2 separate regions of the Urocitellus parryii genome follow, and region 2 is linked to region 1. The links are chromatin contacts, called in public Hi-C maps. All regions are on one chromosome and are shown on one strand. The core of a region is the stretch at or near the end of the contact, and the rest is flanking DNA. Distances in the headings are between cores, read along the strand shown. Region 1 holds the start of Lfng (LFNG O-fucosylpeptide 3-beta-N-acetylglucosaminyltransferase). Region 2 holds the start of Kif19 (kinesin family member 19).

Evidence for each region. A called contact is a pair of places that touch in the nucleus more often than the background predicts.
Region 2: a Hi-C map of liver shows a contact between it and region 1, with 4 times the contacts expected there. The contact joins the promoter of Kif19 here to the promoter of Lfng in region 1. A contact is called at or near these places in 2 of 2 Hi-C or Micro-C datasets (liver and muscle).

The regions. Positions count from the first base shown.
Region 1 is chr9:37,209,442-37,214,983 of mUroPar1.hap1, reverse strand. Lfng (LFNG O-fucosylpeptide 3-beta-N-acetylglucosaminyltransferase) reads left to right here and starts at 3,354. Exons shown (of 8, transcript XM_026405706.1): 1 at 3,354-3,822. The coding sequence starts at 3,394.
Region 2 is chr9:37,366,299-37,372,241 of mUroPar1.hap1, reverse strand. Kif19 (kinesin family member 19) reads left to right here and starts at 3,400. Exons shown (of 20, transcript XM_077802852.1): 1 at 3,400-3,486; 2 at 4,509-4,589. The coding sequence starts at 3,400. It overlaps Eif3b (eukaryotic translation initiation factor 3 subunit B), which reads left to right. Exons shown (of 19, transcript XM_026405668.2): 18 at 9-127; 19 at 672-2,110. The coding sequence ends at 112.

The sequences.
Region 1 (5,542 bases), core at 2,105-4,604:
CCCTCAACAGACAGGTGTCCTAGTCATTAAGGCATCCAGCTGTCCAGAAGCCACAGCTGGGGGTGGCAGAGGGGCTGTCCCAGGAAGCACAGAAACCCATGTGCCTAGGAGGGCCGGGCTGCCACTCTCCAGGAGCAACTAGGAGCACCTTAAAAAACAGATGATATCGCTGGGCACAGTGGTGCACGCCTGTGATCCCAGCAACTTGGGAGGCTGAGGCAGGAGGACTGCAAGTCCAAAGCCAGCCTCAGCAAAAATCAAGGGGCCAAGCAACTCAGTGAGACCCTGTCTCTAAATAAAATACAAAAAAGGGCTGGGGATGTGGCTCAGTGGTCAAATGCCCCTGAGTTCAATCCCCGGTACCAAAAAGAAAAAAAAACAAACGATGATATCTTCCTTGCATTATGGGTGGGGAAACTGAGGCTCAGAAGAGCAAGGTTACAGGTTCAAGGTCTTGAGGCTAAGAGGTGGCCCCTGGGATGGGAAGGTAAGCAGTCTGGCTAAGTCCATATGTCCTGCCTGAGCTGGGCCCTGAGGTGGCCTCCTCCCCCAGCCCCTTTCCCTAGGATCCTGAGGCCCCCAAGGGGCTTTCTGGGAGACCTCTTCCCTCTCCAGCCCCCCCCCCCCAGCTCCCTGGGCTGAGGACATGGCATCCCTTACCCCCCTTCCCTGCAGGGGCAGTTTGCTCAGAGGGTCCCTGGAGGGAGCCTTGGAGTCTGGGGAAGGGGAGTGCCTCCGGCTGGAGCTGGTCCTGGGGAAGGGGCAGGGGTGGCTCGCTGGCCACCCCCTCCAGATTTCAGACCTCAAGGAGTCACCACGAAATTCCATTCTTCTGACAGCAAAGAAATTGAATCACTCTTGCCAAAGCCTGCAGCCCCCACAAGAATGCCGTCAGGCTTTGTCCTGCTGTTCTCAGACAAGCAGCCACAGCCACAGTTCCCGACCACCCCCAAAGCTGACTGCAGGGAGCCACAGGAAGCCCCTGGCCCAGCTCTAGGCATGTGTCCCCACCAGGCTGGACCCATCCCTTCTGCACAGTTCTGCTCTCTGTACAATGTGGCAGTCCTTCTTGGAGTCCCAGCTTGCTTTCTGTACAATGGGCACATGGCTCCTACTGACTGTGTAGTGACAACTATGCCGCAGCAGCCAAGGTGAGCCTGCAGCATGAGGGCCTGAGGGGCTCTGGACTTGAGGGAGTCCCAGCCTCTGGACTGGGGGCCCACAGGATATGGACTCACTTGCAGGATTTGCAGGACAGGTGGGTGTGGGGAGGCACAGCTGCTTCCTCTCTGGCTGCTGGCAGAACGCTCGGCGACTAGTTGGTACCCACTAACTACCCTTGCCCTTAACCTGAATTCCAAGGCACAGGGCACAGTGCATGTAAAGATGTGAGAGCCTGGCATGCTTGGGTTGTTGGGGACTGAAGAGGGTTGAAGGGAGCAGCAAGAAACTGGGCTAGGGCTGTCACAAGGTGTGTGGATACCAGGCCAGGACTTCAACTGGCAGACAGTGGGGGCCGTGGAGGATTTTCATCTTCTTGTGTGTGATGGTGGTGGAGTTTCCAATCAGAGTAGCCTGGTTGCTGTAGAAAGAATAAATAGAGCAGGTAGGCTGGGGACCAGGGGACCATGGGAATGGAGGGTGTCAGATGGTACGGGGAAGAGATGCTTGGGTGGAGGTTAGCGCTCCACATAGTTGTGAGGCAGACTGACAGGAGTTGGGGTTGGAGGTGAAGAACTTGGGGTAGAGACCAAGGTTGGGGCTGGGCTGGGCTGTTTGGGGGCAGCCCACCCAGCCTCTAGGTAGGTCCTTTCCTTCTTGCCCATCCTCAAGCTTCTGCAGCTGCCAGGAGACTCTGGGGGTGGGCCCTGCCTGATGGGGGAGGGGTTTATGGTAGGAGGTGACGCCATGGGAGACTTGTCACTTGGGCACAGCCAACACCATCTGCTGGGGCATCTGCCTACCCGAGGTGGTGACTGCTAATTACCTGGGGAAGGCAGGAAGAGGCCTGGGAACCACCATCCCCCTCCTACCCCAGCACAGAGGGCCCCAAGCCCTTACAGCAAATGGGCCACAGCCCTCTCTGCGGGGTTGAGCAGACGGGTGGGACATCTATTCAATAAATCTTCATAGGCCCCTGCTATAGCTAGTACCTGTCCCAGCCTTGGATTTCAGGAGTTCCCTGCTATCTTGCCTTGAGGTTGACATTCAGGGAGAGGGGCACCAGCGGGTATGGAAATAACTAAAAATAACATTTCAGGCCCAGTGTAAGTGCTGTGGCCATAAACAAAATGAGGCAAAATGAGGAGCTCTGGTGGTCCTGGGTGGGCGCAGAGGGCCCCCTTAGGAGGCGACCCCGGCGCAACCAAGCGGAGAGCCGCCTCCGGCTGCGCTGCCGGAAGATGTTGCAGGCAGGGGCTCGGACCCTTCTCCGGCTCCCAGGGGATCCTAGGCCACTTCCGGGCCCCTATCCCCTCACTGTCGCTTCAGGCGCGCATTCCTGCCGCCCCCGCTCGTGCAGGGGGCGGACCCAGACCCGTGGGAAGGGCCGGGGGTGGAGGCCGTGAAGGGGGGCGGGAAGGGCGCACAGCTGGGTCACATCTGGCGTGAGCACGGAGCGACCAAATGGGACAGACGGCGGCCTTTCATCGTGAGGGAAAGGGCGGCTTTAGTTCTGTTCGCCACGGGGCGCCTGAGAATTTCGGGGACCAACCCACCCCATGTAGGTCTCGGACTCCAGGAGATCACCGGGCTGGGGGCGGATTTGGTACGGGTGCTTTCTCGATGGAACCTCGCATTCTCACCTGTTGGCACAGGTGGCTAGGCTCCCGCTTGGTGTCAGTAACGGCTGCCCGGAGCCGAGCACTCTCGACGACCTCGGTTAGCTCGGCCTGCACTGTCCCAAGGGGAGGAAGCCCGGCTCCGAAAGGGGAAGTGCACCGCGAGGAAGTAAAAAGTCCCCTGCGGGGTGTCTGAGCCGGGACCCGTGTCCCAGCACCGTGGCCACCACCAAGAGCGCGCACTTCCGTGCGGCAGGCGCGGGCCAGGCCGCGTGCCCCTTCCGGGCATCCGGCCCGGGTCGGCCCCTAGCCCCACACCTCGGGCAGTCTGTGGGGGCAACCCTGAGGGGTGTGCTTGCACGTGCGCAAGGGGGCGGGGCCGCGGCGCCCGCCGAGCAGTTCCCAGCCCCCTGCCGCGGGCCCACGTGGGCGCTCCCTGGAGGGGGGGTAGTGCCGCGAGGCCCCGCCCCCAAGGCTCGAGCCACTGAGCGATCGGGGGCGGGGCCGGGCGGGGAGGTTAAGAGCCCTGGGCGCGGGTGGCTTGTAGCTGGACGGCGCCGCCGGATCGGGACATCGGCGGGAGCACGGGAGGGCGCACGGCGCAGCCCCTACCATGCTCAAGCGCTGTGGCCGGCGCCTGCTGCTGGCGCTGGCGGGTGCGCTGCTTGCCTGCCTCCTGGTGCTCACCGCCGACCCGCCGCCTTCCCCGGTGCCTGCCGAGCGCGGTCGGCGCGCGCTGCGCAGCTTGGCGGGACCGGCGGGGGCCGCCCCGGCGCCCGGGCTGGGGGCGGCAGCGGCTCCTGGAGCGCTAGCCCGCGAGGTGCACAGCCTGTCCGAGTACTTCAACCTGCTGACCCGCGCGCGCAGAGACGCTGGCCCGTCGTCCGGGAGCGTACCCCGCCCCGCCGACGGCCACGCGCGGCCCCCGGCCGAGCAGCTGGCGCCCCGTGATGTCTTCATCGCAGTGAAGACCACTAGGAAGTTTCACCGCGCGCGCCTGGACCTGCTCCTGGAGACGTGGATCTCTCGCCACAAGGAGATGGTGAGCCCCGGTGGCTTAGTGGGGCAGGGTCGTCGTCCCTCCAGCCGGTGACGGTATCCGATTGGGGTTAGGCTGCATCCCTGCCCAGCCATGGAACTATCTGGGGCCCGGTGATACAGATTCATCCCCTTCGACCCAATTTGTCAGCTGGAGACCACTCTTCCATACAGCCCTGGAAATGTCCGAGCCCACTCCAGCCTAGCTCCAGAGCCCTGGATGGCTGCATCACCCGACAGCAGTCTCCAGTGCTTGGGGTCGGTTTCCTGTGATGCTTGTCCCACAAACGCCAAATTAATTTGGTTGATTGCCCCCAAACGTCCCAAAGCAGATTCTGCTCAGGCCTTAGAGTGTCATCCACCCTAGACGGGGACCAATCCCCAGGAGTAAGGCTCTAACCTTGGCGGTGAAGAGAAAGCATAGGATCCCTGGGCACAGGGCCAGACCACTTCTCATCCCAGTTTGCTACATGTAGGGTCCAATCACTGCTGGCTGGGGGATTTGGGAGTGCATCTTAGAAAAAGGAGAGTCCTGGGTTTGGGAGTCTTGTGTGGAGACCCCTCCCCATAGTGCAGGAGACCCTGAAGCCCAGAATCTTGGGCTTGGTTCCTCCAATTGGGAATGGACTCCTGCACATCAAAAAGACACACCCCATTTTGAAAATGTCCCCAGAGGCTACTGCAGGACGGTTGGGTTGGGCAGGGAAGGGGCAGAGTGTGGGCCCTGAAGGGGGGCAGCAGGGGAACATGCCCGATTGGGGAGGCTCTGGGATGTGTAATGTGAAGGTGGGTACTCAGAGAAGACCCCATGACCCTTTCCTCCCTGTTCAAGTCTAGAGACCAGGGCTTTCTGGCTTGGCTGAGTCCTCTTTGGGGGTAGAGTGGGGTTGGGGGGAGGGCCGTGGTAAGCTTATGGAACTAGGGGGCAGGGTACTGTCTGGTCTTGGCTGGGGAGAGGCCCTGGGAACCCCATGGCAGCCTCCTGGGAATCAGGCGTCCCTTTCCCAGGGGCTCAGCAGGCTGGCGGGAGGGGGTAGTGGGGGCCATGGGTTTTGTTTAGCGGCTGGGCCGTTAGGATTCCCAGCGCCGGGCAGCTCTCGGGCCGGCCCCATGGGCAAGGTAACAAAGCCCCTTTCTCCAGCCGAGAAAGGCGTCGGGCCTCTTGTGTGCAGCTATGCGCTCCATGGGAACCGCCGCTAGCACGCTGGCCACTCAGGTTGCCTGGCGATGAGGGGGCCTGTGCCCCACCCATCTCTGACTGACAGCCCTCTTGGGGCACCATCCCTGAGCCAGGCGCATCCCCTCCAGCACTTGGGCTTCCTACTGTGTGACCTTGGGCATCATTGACCCGCTCTGGGCTGCCACCAGGTTTGAGCACCTCTCACGCTGGAATTTGGGGGTTTCTCCAGCAGAGAATATATAGTCTCTGGTGTGGGTCTTAGGTGTGGGTCTCAGCTGGGCTAGGTACTTTTGGGCCAGATCTTGGTCTTTTCATCTCTGAACTGTAGGAAACGTTGCCTTTCCATAGGCAGTATTGTCAAGGAGAACTGGCCCAAACTGAAGGCATGGGTGCGCCTCCTAGGCACTCAGAGTTGGAGCCCATCTCTCCACTGGTCTCTGAAGTCCTTTTTGAAGGATCCCTTCACCCAGGAGAGGCTGGGTCTGCGCAGAGTCAGCTCGTATGCGCATGGCAAGCAGAGCCCCTCTTGTGGTACCTTGTGGTC
Region 2 (5,943 bases), core at 2,151-4,650, 160 kb before region 1:
CCTCTCAGGGGTGGACACTGACGAGCTGGACAGCAACGTGGATGACTGGGAAGAGGAGACCATTGAGTTCTTTGTCACTGAGGAGGTGATTCCTCTTGGGAACCAGGAGTGACCTGAGCACTGTGTGGTAAGACTGTCCTTGCTGTTTTGTTGCCCCATGTTAGAAAATGTTGTGTGGAAGGTGGGTGGAGTGGGCCTCAGGGTCAGCCAAGACTGTGTGTGTGGAATGTGAAGAGCAAGTTCAGAGCTGCTCTAGGGACCTGACAGAACACCTGTCAGTTGGAGAAGATGTCATGAGACACCTTGGATTATGAATGAGATTGATGGGAAGAGACAGAAGTCCAGCCTGACCATCTCTGGAGGGCTTTGCTAGTGAACAGCCTCAGGGTGCCCACAGGAAGAAGAGTTGGGCACAGCAGCTGTGACTCCCTATGTCAGTCATTGTCACTTCTGAGACAGAACTGCTTAGTGGCTGTCTCTTGTCCTCACTTCATGGCTGTCTAGGGGCAGGAGTACTAAGCCACACAGTTCCTTTGTGCTTGGGTGCTTTGTGGCTACCTGCAGTGGGCCGTGGACTCAAAGGATGGTGTTTGCGCTGGGAGCTACCAAGGGGCCTGCTCGGCCGGGAGGGCAGCGGCACCTCCTGTGGTTCACCTGTCCCTTTGTTGCAGCATCACCACATCGTGCCCTGAAGCGGAGACCACCCTTTTGCAGAAAGCCTGCACAACTCTGAATCTGCACCTGTGCTCTCTCTCACTCTGGGCTGTGAACGCACCTGGGATTCTTCCATCCTGACACTTTTTTGTGCCTTTAAACCCCTGGTGTGCACAGTGGGGAGGTTTCGAGGCACTGCTTTGGTTTTTCTCATCTGGATTTGTCAACCAAGACTCGCAGCAGTGCTCCTGTCGTCTCCTCTCCTCCTGCGGTGGTGTTCCAGGGGTTCCACCTGCTGCTGAGCTGGGTTTTAGTTCAAGGACTCACTATTCTCTACGTGGGCCAGTGTTGGGTGCGTCCTGGTGACTGGCAGGGGGACAGCATACTGCCTATGTCCCACCTAGCTCAGAGGTGCCATGGCCGTGGACTCCGTGGTGCAGGTGTGGCAGGTTCTCTCAGCAGGTTGAATGTGGAAATAAAGCAACCCTGTATGAAAACGCTGTCTTTTCTCCTCTTTGCATGTAGGTAAGCGCCTTGACTCTGGTGCCTCTGTTCCCCTTCTCCCAGGACTAAGGGTCTGTAGCCAGGCCTGGAGCCCGTAGGGGAACTGGCAGTCAGTCACTCCACACATACACTTGGCTTGCAGGGATCCTGATGGCAGCTCGGAGAACTCAGCCTCCCACCCACTCTGCTGCCTTTCCGGCCATGAGTTGGTCCAGTGGGTCCAAAATAGTTTCTTCATTCTATGGGAAAAAAAAAAAGTGCATGTCATTTCTGAGAACCCTTTAGTCTTTCTGGAGTTAGAAAGTTTGTATTGAGTGCATCAGTTCAGCCACTGTGATGTCGTCACAATATTTACTTTTACTATTGAGAAGGGAGTGAACAGATCCCTGTGGCTTCAGTCATTTTCTCTGTAGTGTCTTGCCACCCATCTGTGCCTTGTGATATTGCATTCTCTCCCACCTCCTTCCCTGCATCTCACAGAGCCTGAAGTTGTGCTAAAATAGCAGGACACACGGGAGGGGCTTTCTAGGATCCACAGCCATGCAACATCTGCAAATCTAAGGCATGCTTGAGATGACAGGATAGGCTGATCTACAGGCAGGGACAGAGGCCAAGTACTGCCCTTGAGACACTCAGTTGGCCCCTGAGAGGTTGCTGCCTGGTCCCAAGCTCCTAGCTGAGTGTCCTCAGGAGTGAGGCTGTGCCCCAAGCTTATCTGGCCTGTCATGGAGGCTCCGGGGTGACTGACTGGGTTTCCCTGGGGCATGGAAGGGGCTTTGTACCTTTCCTTTCTTGTGAGACTTCCTCTCCAGGTTTCTCTAGATTCTGTTACTGTTAATAGTCCTGCCATGTCTCGCCCCTCAGCACCCATTTTTATAGTATACCTGTTCACTCTCAGTGCTTCAAACTCTAGAATGCTCTTTTCTAATTTCATGGCAATGAGAAGGCAGCACACTGTTCTATCATTAACAGGTTTTTAACAACTTTTAAAAGTTTTTTCACTGTTTTAATTTGTAATTGTTTTACATGATTTATAAATAAAAGGATTTCTGAAACACTGGTGCTGGCTCTTCTGAAGTAGAGATGGAATTCCCAGGATGACAATTTTTAGGGGAAGTTAACTGATCATCCCAGAGCCAGAGGAGGGGGTGTCCCCATTGCTTGGGGGCTGTTGGGTGGGCCTGGGCTCTTTGAAACCTTGTCTTGGTCCTGTCTCTATGAAGCAAAAAGAGTGCTTTGTTCTGTTGATCAGGCTGGGGCTTTTACTTCTAGGGCAGAGGTTGGGAGACTTAGCTTTTAAAGGGTTGCTCTCCCTCCCTCAAGGGAGGGTATCTGGATACCAAGAAGAGGAGAGGAAAATGACTAAGTGTGAACTGTGCCCTCGCATGAACCATCCAGTGGTTTTCCAAAAGCAGCACAGTGGTTTATGGAGCAGGAGGGCCTGAGAGCTCCTGGTGAGCTTAAGGGATTGATTAGCTGGGGCTCACCTCTGCCAACTGCCCAGCTCTAGTTGGGATCCTGGAGGGAGCTCAGACTTGGGCTTCACAGGCCCTGGCTTTGTGTGACTTCATCAGCACACAAGGGCACTGTCCTGTTTGTAGCGCATCTCTGACTTTGGGCTGGGTCTTCCTGCAACCCCGCTGCCTGCATGGCCTGACAAGTGCAGTCTGCTGCACTGGGTAGGTTCATAGGCAGTGCCTTCCCCAGGGACTACAGTGGAAAAGTTGAGCACAGCGTATAAGCAACGAATACGAGCTGAGCAGCCTCTAATCAGGCCCTGGATGTGCAGATGAACAATGGGAGGAGAGAGAGTCATGTGGAAAAGGGCATTTAAAGTGTGGTTATTTCCTTTAGCTGTTGCTGGTTGTCCCTTGGGTGGGAAAGCCCCAAGATGACCATGATCTGCTGCACTGAGGCAGCCACTGAGGTGGGCTACGGCTCCTGTTTCAGGGTGGGGAGAGGGGAACTCTACAAAGAGCAGGTGCAGGCCCTGTCAGGGCAGGCTCACCATAGACCAGTAAGACCCATGGACATGGGATTGCTATGGCATTAGGTGGTACACAGATAGGAAGCCTGTGCTGACTCCCAGTTACTGGCTCATGTGCGCCTGTCTTGGTCTTGGAGAGTTTCTTAAGCATCACCCCTGGGACCCAGCTGATGTCATGGGGCAGGGCGGGGCTGAGCTTAGACTGCAGCTGGCTTTGCTTCTGCCAGGATAACGGCCAGACCCTGTTCTGCAGCATGCCTTCCCACCAGGTTGCTGGCCCTTCCCCAGCCCAGGGTAGCCCAGCCTTGAGGGAGATGGAGCCCAAGGACCAGCAGCTCATGGTAAGCACCCCTCTCTCACCCTTTGTGTCCCCTACCCTCCCAGTTCTCACTTCCCTTACACTCTGAACCCACTACCCTGGGACAATCGCTTAACAGCTGTCTCATGTCCAGGGCCCCACCTCTGCTCCGCCAGAGACCTAGCGACCCCATGCCCTCCTCACCATGTCTCCAGACTCCTTACCTCCTGCCCTGTGACCTTCCCTCCCCAGGGAACTGGGACCTGGACCAGGACTCAGATGGGGGCAGGACTGTGCTCCTCAACCCCTACATAGTCCCTATCCAGACCCATCTGTTAAGTGACTTGACCTCAGCTTTTCTGACTTTGGGGGAACTAAAACCAGGGACTGGCCCCAAGTGTGGGCTGGTAAAAGAGAGACCAGTGATATTGGCCCCAGTTCATATATAGTCTAATTCCAGCCATCTTCCATTTGGGAAGTAGGTGTTTTTTTTTTGTTTTTTTTTTTTTTTTTTTGATAGACCTTTATTTTATTTATTTATTTGTGGTGCTGAGAATCGAACCCAGTGCCTCACACATGCCAGGCAAGTGCATTAGCACTGAGCCACAGCCATAGCCCAGTTATGTAGGTTCTTCTGAGTGCTCACTTTGGGCCTGGTCACACTCCATAGCTATGTGACCTTAGGCAAATACTTCCCTTCTATGTGCCTCAGTACCTTCTTCTGTTCCACAAGGGTGACATAACCATGTATTCCTCAAAGGGTTGCTGCAAGACATAAATAATTTCATGCCAGTGTTAAGTTAGGCAGGGGCTCGGGTAAGGCTCAGTAGTGGAGCCCTTGCTTTGCTTGCATGAGGCCTGGGTTCCATCACCAGCAACACACAAAAAAAAACAAAATAGAAGGGAAAAAAGTGACTCCGGAGGGCTCCTCCTGCTTCACTGAGTTTGTGTGGGACATCAAAGGAGGACAGGAGGGAGTTTGGACTGGGCAACTTGCTGTTTGAGGAAGAAGAAGGAGCAATCTTAGAGGGACTCGTGAACGCACTGCTCCTGTCCTACCCACAGGTGGCGCTTCGAATCCGTCCACTCAATGCAGCAGAGTTGGAGGAAGGAGCCACCGTCATTGCCCACAAAGTGGGGGACCAGGTGAGGTTGGGAGGCACAGAGGCACAGGGTAGCTGTGAAGCTCACCCAGCCATGCACATTTACCCGTGTAACTCATTCTCTTAACAAATGCTTATATAGTAGCTCCCACCCACGGGTCAAGTGGAGGCTGACAAGGGTCCCGCCAAGTTTGTTTTTATTAATATTGTGTATAATGTTGGGAATTTCATCCGAACGGCTGTGGTAAAGACCTCTGGTGAGACACTGGAGCAGGGCTGGGAGGCAGGAGAAACTAGGCAGAGTGGGCAGCAGGCTGGAGCCCTGAAGCAGCCAGGTGTGGCCTATTTGAGAAGCAGCCGGAGTGAGCAGAAGAGGCTGGGAGAGCAGTTTTAGTAGGCCCAGGTCTAGATCTGCAGTCAGACTCCCAAGAGATTCCCCTTCACAGCCGGCTCACTGCCATTGCTAGGGATTTCTCCTTAGAGACAGACTCAGAGCCAAGCTAACCACACTGTTAGCAAAGCTTTTGCCCTTGATTTCCACCTGCAAGAACAAATGCCAAATCTGGGGTATGTCATTGGAAAGTGGGTGGGTTTTTTCATTTGTCATTAGGAAGGTGTCTTCCATGAAGAATGAAATGTGGCTCTGGAGAGGTGGTTTATGCTGAAGCCTGAAGGACCCAGATCTTGGTGGTGGGCAATCCCTGTTGACAGCTGTCCCCTGGGGTGGGGGTACCTATCCTGATTTGGCAGGTCAGGAAGAAGACAATTGGACAGAACATCTGTGGGGTGAATGGCTGGCAAAGAGATCGGGGTGAGTCAGCACTGAAGTTGCAGAAAACTAAGCTAAAAACACAAGACTGCTGTTACATTGAGGGAGTCAAAAGTTTTGCAGGAAAGGATGCGGATTTGCTACAAAGGATGTGGGAACACTGAGTGTTACTCTACTGAAACTCATGAGGTAACAGCATAGTGCAGTCAGAGGTGCAACTGTCACCTGATAGCAGTAAGTCAGGAAGTGGTAGAGAACTGACAGAGATACCACCCCCAGCATGCTCATGGGCAGATGTGGTGGTGTAGACCCAAGATCAGTGAGAACAGTGGACATGTCAGATGCAGGGCCTGTGCTTCACACAGGCTCATAGCATCTCGCTGTGCACTGTAGATGATTCACTCTGAGAACTGAGTTCACATCACATACATTTCACCAATTCAAAGCACGCCATCCAGGGTGTTTAATTCATCCTCAGGGCTGTGTTACCAGCATCTCTATCCAGTGACAGAATGGTTTCCTCACCCCAAAAGAAGGCCCCATTCCTCTTCCCCCCTTCCTGCCACTGAAAGCCACCAGTCCACTTTCTGCCTCTATTTTATTTAAATGCAATCTTGGAGATGCAGCC